2 separate regions of the Sorghum bicolor genome follow, and region 1 is linked to region 2. A link is a contact called in public HiCAR-type data. All regions are on one chromosome and are shown on one strand. Each heading gives the region's core, a stretch centred on a gene start, on an enhancer-like site or on the middle of the called end of the contact. The rest is flanking DNA. Distances are from core to core; before and after follow the strand shown.

What was found. HiCAR-type assays count read pairs that join an accessible place to other places.
Region 1: a HiCAR-type map of leaf shows a contact between it and region 2, with 6 times the contacts expected there. The contact joins the promoter of LOC8065037 here to the promoter of LOC8079310 in region 2. A contact is called at or near these places in 1 of 4 Hi-C or Micro-C datasets (leaf mesophyll) and 1 of 1 datasets of contacts at active chromatin or transcription factors (leaf).

Annotation. Positions count from the first base shown.
Region 1 is chr10:51,343,286-51,348,839 of Sorghum_bicolor_NCBIv3, forward strand. It overlaps LOC8065037 (protein NRT1/ PTR FAMILY 4.6), which reads right to left and starts at 1,964. Exons shown (of 5, transcript XM_021450098.1): 1 at 1,874-1,964; 2 at 1,583-1,691; 3 at 342-513. The coding sequence starts at 1,675.
Region 2 is chr10:51,074,499-51,080,304 of Sorghum_bicolor_NCBIv3, forward strand. LOC8079310 (putative receptor protein kinase ZmPK1) reads left to right here and starts at 1,608. Exons shown (of 1, transcript XM_002437149.2): 1 at 1,608-5,535. The coding sequence starts at 2,295. The coding sequence ends at 4,745.

The DNA.
Region 1 (5,554 bases), core at 714-3,213, 270 kb after region 2:
ACACACACGTACAGCAATTCAGTTCAGCGCCAGCCAGCCATCACGCATGACGACTACTACTACAAGCAATCCATTCCTTCTTTGAAACATCATGGGAATAATGATTCAAAGCGATGATAGATGGCTAGTAAGTTCCAGCTGGAACTACTACAAATTATTAGTAGCTAATTATCATCCTGTAAAGGTACACAGCTTTTTCCTTCCCCTAGCTAGTGCAGACAAAACAAAAGCATGCAGTCGCATCAAATTACTAAATTGTTTCCGTACTATATTTTATTTTTAAAAAAATCACGTACTACAGTTAAGTAAGCAGCATGTGCGGTAGTAGTAGAGTACGTAACTGACATAACGCCCCCATGATGTGCGTGTGGCGTTCCCGATGCGTACCGTCCGGCCAGCCAAATTTAAAGTCCGCGAGCCATTTGTGCATTGTGATTCGTGCCGCGTTTTAATGCCCGGCTTTGGGACGACGGACTGCGGTGTGCGCCTCAACGGCTTCAGACCCATCCAAATCTGTGCAACCAACCGCTCTCGTCATCACTCATCAGATGAGATGAGAGGAGGAAAAAAAACAAAAACAAAACAGTCCTGACGATGACTATTGACAACACTCATCGTCACGTACTATACAGACTAGTTTCAGTTTCCCCCTGCGCACATGCAACCGTCCGTCCGTCCGCGGCAACTTGTGTGCAGCGAGAGAGAGAGAGAGGAAAGGAAAGGCTTCCAGTTCCAGATCGACGACGGACAGGCGCAGGCGCACAGCAGAGAGCAGAGCAGAGGATGGTTGAACCATGGACGACGCGACGCACGCCACCGTGCTCTGTTGGAGCAGTGCGTGGTGGTGCTCCATGGATGGAACCAAAAAAAAAAGCAAGCAAGCAAGCAAAAAAAAAAAACGCGAGGAGAGGAGAGGAATCATCCACCAACACCAACTGCACCCACGGGTCCGGTCCGGGTCGGGTCATGCAGATCAGATGCAGTGCATGCACGCAAGTTGTGGGGGGGCTTTGCTTTTCTTCGGTTCGTGGCGCAATTGGACGCCGAATTTCCCGGGGGGCGCAAGTTGCAGGCGATCGAGGAGCGCGAGCAGGAACTGTAGTATGTGAAAGGGAGCGAAAGGAGGGAGAGGAGAGAACAAATGGAGCCCAACGGCAACGGAGGCCGCGGCCGGCCGGCCAGTGGGAGAGGAGGAAAAAGCAGCGAGAAAGAAAGGGTCCTCGAGCACCACCTGTCGGATCGACGAAAGCAGCAGGGAAAGATAGGGGGAGGAGGAGGAGAAGAAGAAAGCAGAGGGAATGGAAGCCGTGGCTTTCAGGCTTGCAGAGGCCCTCGGTTCGGCTCTGCGCTGCGCTGCGCTGCGAGGCTCCGTGCATGGTTGGAGACCACCAGTATCCTATTCGATCCGTCGTCGCAGGCCTCCCCTCCCTCCCGCTCGCCATGGCTTTTTCCCCCCCGCACCCCCCCAACCAGGAGGTCCCATACTTGCTGCCGGGCCCCGGCCGCAATCAACGTACAGAGCTAAAAAAGAAAAAGGAATCTAGAAGCAGAGAGGGAGGCAGGCGATCGATCGATCGGTTACCGAGCACGAAGGAGGCGGCGACCATGCCGCCGTGCCGGCCCCTGGTCGCCGGCCGGTTCCTCCAGTCCACGTACCCCTCCCACCGCTCCGCATCCCGCGCGCCGTCCTCCTGCAATTTCATCACCACGAACAAATCGATGAGCAACGCGACGAGAAATAGTTAGTTAGCCGATCAAGGATCGGACAAACAGCAGCACCGACGGACGACCGATGGAGCTAGCTAGCTAGCAAACAAATGCCCCAGCACCAGCAGCAACGGCGACAAAGGGAAGTCCAAGTGGAGAAACTCACCATGATGGTGGTGCTCGCCCTCTCCGTCCGTGCAGAGGAAGACGAGGGCGGAGGCAGGCAGAGCAGAGCAGGAGAGATCGGTCGCGGTTGAGTTCACTTGTGCCTCAGGGGAGCCGTGGCCTGCTCTATTTAAAAAGCGTGGAGGGGAGAGAGACAGAAGAGGGGAAGGGGAAGGGGAGGGCCCGTCCGCGTCCCGTCCCTGGGGGTGCTGCGCCGCGCAGGGGCGGGCACCACACCACACCGCACACCGGCACCCCGCACCGCACACAGGGCTGCTGAGAAGGACGCAGGCAGCAAGGGCGGCTGCAGCCCTGGACCCCTGGGTCAGGCCGACGCAGGGATGTCAACCTCAAGATGCCCAAAAAACCAGGGAAAGGGATGGGGGGCATGCGTGTATGTTTGAAGTATGCATGGCCTTGTGCTTTTATTCATTTCATTCATGAGTTTCTTTTTTGCCCAAAGTCTGAAAACAAAAGCGAAAATCAACTGGGGTGGGGTGTACGGCATTGTTGTCTCAACCCCCCCACCCCAAATACACACATGTTGTTCTCTTCTTTACAGCCAGCTAGGGAGAATTAACTCTAGCTTCAGCTTCCCCCTCGAGTCTACTCAATTTATCCTAAATTATAAGATATTTGATTTTTTTTAACATCAAATTTAACCATTCGTCTTTATTTAAAGTTTGTGCAAAATATCAATTCTTTTTGCCGTAGTTTAGTTTATTAATAAAAATTCTTCAAGAGTGACTTAAATTTGACAATTTTTGCATATTTTTTTAAAATAAGACGAATGATCAAACTTAAGGTAAAAAAAGTTAAACGTCAATTTAGAATGGAGAGAGTACTATTCATACGCTACTTATGTCGTTGTAACAATAAGAGTTATTTTTTTCCTCCCTTCCTCCAAATTAACTAATAGCTGGTAAATCTATTTTTTAGCTCCATCACTCGTTCTGAAACCTTGTTTGCATCTTTGTCGCAAAAAAAAATGATAAAAAATGGTTTCCATCTATACAGTTAACAGTTAGCTGCTTCTTTCCCTCTCCTTTCCCTTTTTATGACCTTATTTGGCATAACTCAGCTTTACTGAGGTTGTTTTTTTAAAGAAAAAAGCTTCATGAGCAACTTTTTAGGTAAAGCTAAGTTGTTTTAAAACCAACAGCTTCATGCATGAATGAAAGAAAAATTAGGGGGAGTGGTAAGATAAGTTACTTTTTCAGATAAATCTCAACTCATGTCTCTGTGAGAGAAGAAGAAAAATAGCTTCACCCATGAAGCTGTTTTTGAAAAGAGTGTTTGGCAAAAAAAAAAAATCACAACAACTCATGAAACTGTTGTGAGTTATGTCAAACAGACCCTATATCTCCTTTGCTGTGATTAATTTATTCTCTAATAGGGGCTAAAAAAATCGTCATGTTTTCTAAGCAAAGTTAGCTGTTAATAATAGTCAACTCTTTTTTATCCAAAGAATCTAGCTAATAGTCTACCTACTTTTTAGCTAAATATCGAACTAACGCAGTGCTATGATAAAAAATTCAGTCTACTTGACTACTTAACTACTTATATTATAGTAAATTATTTATTTAGTACAGTAAATTATTATAGTTACTTATTAACTATTTATATTAAATTATTTATTAATATAGTAAATTATTATAGTAAATGACTACAGCTTAACCACTTCTATTAACTATTAAGTGAGAATTAAATTAGGTAGTTAGCCTAGTACTGTATCCCTTCCTACCTTATCATTCCTTTGCACCCGAGTGGGAAAAAAAAGAGTGCTTTAATTCAAGGGTGCAAATCTAATTTTCTAAGAAAGTTCCCCAAACCGGAGATTCGCCAGGACAAACAATTTTGAAAGCGGGATAGGCTATGCTTTTCTTTCTTTTTTTTTCTTGCTGAATAAAAAATTGGTTGGATATAGCCTTCTATGATATATGACTATTCCCTGGTTGGACCAAACCAGCTAATAACAAGTAATAGTTAGCTAGCTAATGAATCCAAACATAGTTTAATTTTATTAGATATATACTATTCATGAGCACATCATAAAAAAGTTAGTTTTCTTCACAAGTTACTTCTTTTCTTATCACAGACATAATAAGTCAACTAGGGCATCACATCATAGTTTCCAATATAAATAGTACTCACTGCGTTCTAAATTATAGGTTGTTTTGACAGTTTTGGTTCATCCATTTTGCTACGTATCTAAACATATTATTATATCTAGATACATAGTAAAATGAATATACTAAAAAATTCAAAACGACTTATAATTTGAAACGGATAGAGTAATATCTATGACAATATATACTATCTTAATTATAAAGAGTTAAATATACCAGAACATTATTGTCATGATGCATGTCTAAAACAAGTGATCATTTTTTGTCAGGGCCGTCTCTATAATTTTAAGGGTCCTTGTGCAAGCAAAAGGGTAAAAAGGTAAGGGCCCATCAAATATTTTTTTTGATATGTCAAATGTATAAAATATATAGTACAACTAAAAAGAATTAATTTGCACCATATATTTTAGTTTATAAAAGGTAATTTAGTACAACAAATAAATAAGTAGAATAGAATTAGAAATTTAGAACCCTATCACTAAATACTAATAACAAAATTGGTGAAGTCTCCATCAGCTATGCCCTTGCTCTTCCTACTCCAGTGTCTAGTAGTGACATCGTGTGTGGACGTGTGGTGTTAGCATGTCATGGAGCCACATCGTTGCATTGGACGATTGAGAAATAGGACGAGAAGATGATAAAAAGGAACATGAATCTGCTCAACTAATTGATCAAGCGAGAATATGAAGCAACACCAACAATAGGTGGATGTGGATGACGTGTTGATTAATGGATTTCTTTTTTAGATTAATTGATGGATTTTCTATAGTGTCTGTATAAGTCTCCAAAAAATTAAACAAATTTATATACTAAGTAATATATATATATATAGGCCCCTTAGCGTCGTGGGCCCCTAGCCGTCGCACCGGCTGCCCACCCCCTAGAGACGGCCAATTTTTGTCAGTCTATACGAATTCGAAAATAAAATTTCAAACTGATGGCTAATAAAGTAAAAACGGAAACGGTTTGATAAATGATATTCCTATATAAATTAGCCTATATATATGTGCGATTAGCTAGAGAAAGTGATATGCATATGGTAGTAGGTCGTTGGAACAAACTAGCTAGCTGACATATGCTTGCTTGTGGTCCAGAGAACGACACACATCCAACACAAGCATATCACGGAACGAAGACGCGCATTTTTTGTCGAGATAGGAACCATTTCAGCATCGGGTTTGGGTGTCTGGCCGCCATCTCAAAACGAGGAATACGAATACCTCCCTTAACTGACCATGCAGGGACTCCTGGCTCACAAAGCAACACTTGCCCTTATTGCCCTCTCTGGTGTGCCCTTCTTATTACAGCCAACCACTTCGTTCTCATGAGGTTAATTACTATAAGCAAATGAGCCAAGAACCTTTTGGATGCGTACGTCATCGCTGCTTGGTGGTGGCTAACTTCACGAGCTGCAAGCAACTGGAGCTGGCCACTTGGTCACTCACTCATACCATCTGGCTAGCTTAATTAGCTACCTGCTGACCATTTGCTAGTTTTACTGAAACACTGTGTGTGGCGTGTTTAATTTGTGTGTGGTCATGCATGCTATGTTG
Region 2 (5,806 bases), core at 358-2,857:
TCGACATCGTTGTACACTAGACTTTTGCAATGCTTTCTAATGGGACATCATTGTATGAGGTCAGTCACCACGCCGCGCCAATGCAAACTGATTTATTGTGAGAGAAAAATACCGTTGAATGACCGGCAGATTTAGCTGATAAGGCTAAATAAAAAGGTGGGTCATCCTTTTCAACAGGAAGCCAGGAACTGACCAACGCCGGCGTGGAGTTCAGCAGGCAGCTGGCAAGTGACGGTGGAACTGCGGAAGTCATGGAAGGGGCAGAGAGTGTCATGATAAGCTACAAACCATTCCAGCTTTTGTCACTTTTTTTTTCCTCGGCTAAAGTAAACAAGGTACAAACATTTGAGACTTGAACAATGCCTCATACCCCACCTGCACCATGTTTTCTTGAGCAGAGCCGCTGGTTTCTGATGAAGCTGCGTGGAAAGTTCAGAAACGTCCAACGGAGTCCAGATTAGTCGCTTTTCTGTCTGTCACGAGCTGCTGTTGTCTAGTGGTGGGTACCGGCCCGGGATTAGGCGGACACTGGTCAAGAATAGACTCGACGAACTTATCTAGGGAGACGCGGCGTGTTGACCTGCTGAGAGCATGGCATGTACAACCCACAAATAGGAGTCCGTCTCTAAGCACATCAAATTTATCATAGAGACAGATATAAAGACATGCCATACAACCCAAAGACAGAAATCGTTTTCTAAGCTATTAATGCTTTGTATGTAGCTAGGATTAATTATGAATAATTTTTTGTATATCATTGTGTGGCTATTTGATAGAAACAGATCAAGCATAGATAAGATGAACATAATCTAATTATTTTTTAAAAAATTACCAATACAAATCATATATATATATATATATATATATATATATATATATATATATATATATATATATATATATATATATATATATATATATATATATATATATATATATATATATATATATATATATATATATATATATATATATATATATATATATATATATATATATATATATATATATATATATATATATATATATATATATATATATATATATATATATATATATATATATATATATATATAATTGCATTCTTTTTTGGCCACCTCTGTGGCGCCCGCGATCCGCAGCCCGTGCCTCCACTTCCGCCGGCCGTGACTCTGATATTTGGCCCCCTCTGTGGCGCCCGCGATCCATCGATCAATTTTGGAGCCATCAGATATGCGCGTGCACGAGATCAATCCATCCGTCGTCGACTGCCAGAGGCGACGCGTACAGCAGTGCTGAAGCCGTCGACTGACCTTGGAGCACGAGCGGCCCCCATCGTCTCATGAGGCGACGCAAGCCCCGTCTCCAAGCTTGGTCAGGGTGTTTTTCGCAAAATCTTCATCGTAGAGATGGAGTGAAGAGTCCCGTTGTACATGCCCTAAAGATGTTGATGCAAGTAAAATAAGTACTCATAACAAGTTTAACGACACAACTGATTAGCTTCTTTTTCTTCTTCTCTAATTTTTATATAATAATTGATCTGCTCCATGAAGCACAAGAGGTTACATCATATTAGGTATCCTCCATAAAATACTTGCGCAAAAGTTCGCATGAGTAGCAGCAGCGTATTAGGATCTAGAGCAAGATTTCCAACCCACCATTTCACCGGCACCTCATGCTATTGTTTATATTTAGCCATAAACAAAAGTAAAAAAATAAATAGATAGAATAAAAATTATTGTAAACTCTATTATTTATAGCCAAACCAGTTCAGCCCACTTTAATAGGACCCAAACCAAACTGGACCAACAGCCTTTTCAGCCTGTTTCAATCCAAACCAATACAGCCCAAAAGTAAAACCAAACCAAAAAACCCGGTTTTAACCCAAACCTTTAAGCAAGGGTGGTACATCTTAGATGTAAAGCTAAATTGTAGAGCAGTTCATGTGCAATTTTTTATGATTTTAGAGAACTCATCTACTATAGTTTAACCTTGAACTAATTTTGGGGTGGTTCATGGACCACAAATGTTCACCTAGCTAGCTCTGCCTATAATGGGTAGGCGTGTAACCATAACATATATCACCACGATCCTAAATTTTCTCTTTTTCCAAAGCAACCCATGTGAGGGCACATACCAAACTCCAAACCTAACCTTCGCAGGAGTCCATGGATAATAATGCATTGCAAGATGCACCCTGGATCATATGCACACTTCCCACCATTTTTCAGATAACCCTGATTCTGCGCCTGCTTCTCCTAACCAATATTCATCTGCTTCCACGCAATTGATCATTAACAGCTGCAGCATCTACCATGAACGAGAGCTCAGCCAGTCTTCTCCTCCTCACGTTGATTCATCTGCTTTCGCTTGTCACAGCCTATGATTTCCTGTCAGCGGCTTCTTCTCTCTCTGTAGAGCACAGCTCTGATGTGCTCCACTCGCCAGATAGCACTTTCACCTGCGGCTTCTACAGCATCTCTCCCAATGCCTCCACCTTCTCCATCTGGTTCTCCAGATCATCCAAAAGAACCATCATCTGGAGTGCGAATCCTCTCCACCCTGTGTACACCTGGGGATCCAAAGTTGAGTTAGATGTCGACGGGAGCATGGTTCTAAAAGATTACAATGGCCAGATTGTGTGGACCAACAATGTGAGTGCTTCGGATGCTGGACATGATGTTCGAGCTCGGCTATTGGACACTGGGAACTTCATTGTGACGGGCAAAGATGGTGCCATCCTGTGGCAAAGCTTTGATTCTCCTACTGATACCTTGCTACCCACTCAGATAATTACTGCTCCTACAAAGCTGGTCTCTACTAACAGGTTACTTGTTCCTGGCCACTACAGCTTCCATTTTGACGATCAGTACCTTCTTTCTCTGTTTGATGACGAGAAAAATATTTCTTTTATCTATTGGCCAAATCCAAGTAGGACTATCTGGGAGAAGCTTAGAGTGCCATTCAATAGCAGTACATCTGGGGCTTTTGATACCTGGGGACATTTCCTTGGAAGTGACAATACAACCTTCACAGCTGCTGACTGGGGTCCTGGGATCATGAGGCGGCTAACACTGGATTATGATGGCAACCTCAGATTATACAGTCTGAATATGGCAGACAGATCATGGTCAGTCACATGGATGGCATTTCCTCAGCTCTGCAAAGTACGCGGTCTGTGTGGTGAAAACGGAATATGTGTGTATACGCCTGTGCCAGCTTGTGCGTGTGCCCCTGGTTTTGAAGTCATCGACCCAAGTGAGCGGACCAAAGGCTGCAGACCAAAGACCAATATCAGTTGTGATGTGCAGATGGTGAAATTTGCTAAGCTACCCCACACTGATTTCTTCGGGTATGATATGACTGTCCATCATCCTGTTTCTCTTGATTTTTGTAAGAACAAATGCTTGAATGATTGCAACTGTAAGGGTTTTGCATACTGGGAAGGAACTGGTGATTGCTACCCAAAGTCTGTTCTTCTTGGTGGTGTAACCCTGCATAACCTTGGTAGTACTGGTACCATGTACATCAAGATTCCTAAGGGGTTAGAAGTGTTGGAGGCCTCAATTCCGCAATCACAACCTTTTGGTCCCAAGTATGGTCCTGACTGTAGTACAACAAACAAATACTTCATAGCAGATTTTCTGGATATGCTTAAGAGAGATCAGAGTGAATCAAAGTATCTGTACTTCTATGGATTCTTATCAGCAATATTTCTGGCAGAGCTAATGTTTGTTGTATTGGGATGGTTTATTTTGAGGAGGGAGTGCAGGGAATTGAGAGGAGTATGGCCAGCTGAGCCTGGATATGAAATGATAACTAATCATTTTCGCAGGTACACATACAGAGAGTTGGTGTCGGTGACCAGAAAGTTTAAGGATGAACTTGGAAGGGGTGCATCAGGCATTGTATACAAAGGTGTCTTGAAAGACAACAGGACAGTAGCTGTGAAAAAGTTAGGAGAAATAGACCAAAGTGAAGAAGAATTCCAGCATGAACTGAGTGTTATTAGCAGGATTTACCATATGAATCTAGTCAGAGTTTGGGGATTCTGTTCTGACGGCCCACACAGGATATTGGTTTCTGAATGTTTTGAGAATGGCTCATTGGATAAAATCTTATTTGGTAGCAAGGGTTCCAAAATTATACTTGGATGGAAGCAAAGATTTGATATTGCGGTAGGGGTGGCTAGAGGATTGGCGTATCTTCACCATGAGTGTTCAGAGTGGGTCATCCACTGCGACATGAAGCCTGAAAACATACTGCTGGATGAGAACTTGGTGCCAAAGATTGCAGACTTTGGCCTTGCGAAGCTCCTGAACAGAGGTGGATCTAACATAAATGTTTCAAAGATCCAAGGAACTAGAGGTTATTTAGCACCTGAATGGGTTTCTAGTCTCCCGATTACAGCAAAGGTTGATGTCTACAGCTTTGGAGTGGTGCTACTGGAACTAGTGTTGGGAGAACGTGTCTCAAACATGGAAAATAATGAGGATGTGGAAGCGGAGATGGTCCTTGGAAGGGTATCAAGGCTGCTCAAAGAAAAGTTGCAGTTAGATGATATTGAGCTATCATGGATCGCTGACTTCGTTGACGCTAGACTGAATGGTGAATTCAACAATTTGCAAGCAAGAACAATGATGAGGTTGGCCATTTCATGCCTGGAGGAAGATAGAGACAGAAGACCAACCATGGAAAATGTGGTTCAGATACTTGTTTTGGTAGAAGATGTCAGTGGCCCAAATGTAATGGCAAGAGTCATCTAAAAGTCCGCGTCCATATGGTTCTTTTGTACTGGAGGGTCATCAAATACTTACAGATAGAAGAAAAGATGCGCCAATTGTAACACATCTGCAATATCCATGCAAAGTTTTCTTGTAATCTTGCAAGTTAAATCAGCAGGAAAACATTGTTACTGAAATAGAATCGAATCTTATGAAGATTGTTCCATCAGAGCGCAGAAACCTTTGCAGCTAACAATTGTTAACAACCTTAAAAATCTAAAATGACAATAACAACAACAGTGACTTTTTGTCCCAAGCAAGTTGGAGGTAGGCACAAATAATCGGCGGATCATATTTGGGCTAGAGTGGAAGTTTCAGGCATCACAGATGAGCAAACAAAGATGTAAGAAGACAGAAAAAGCATCGCATATACATAAACTATTGGGGCTGGTTGTTGTGTTAGGCTGCTCGGTGGGATCGGAAACAATAGCCAGGGAAACAAACCAGTCTTATGTTATGTGTCCAACCAACATATGATCGATCAGGTGAATAGTATACATTCTTTGCCACCAATTTGGTTGGGGAGATTACGAGGGCACATCAATCTAACAAGTAGAGCCCTTGTACACCTGCAAAGGGGGGAAATGTAACTGCTGGTATTCTTACCTGTGCGGTCCAAGTGGACCCTCTACCAAACTGATGCGCCGTAGGGAGGCGCAGCGCGCGGCCAGCTGCTCCGGCCGTCCGGCGGCCCCGCCCTCTGTACGAAGCGCGACTGGGTGGCGGCAGCTGTACGACAGAGCGGCAAAGCTCACGAGTGGACAGTGAACGGAGCGGGCCACGGCAGCGGCGCCAGATGGGCCTTTTGGCTCGATAATTCTGAGCTTTTTACGCTGGGCTGCAAGGATGGCCCACACCACTTTGAGTGAAGAGTGTGCCGTTTCTCACACACCAGACTAGATCATAGACAGTCGTCTCATATTTGCTCCAAATTTGTCCTAATGATAACGACGAAGGGGTTATCACGCACGTCTCCCTGAAACTTATCTCTTGTATTTGGCATAGCTCTACCAATAACTTTATAAGTTTTTTCTTTTTTATCA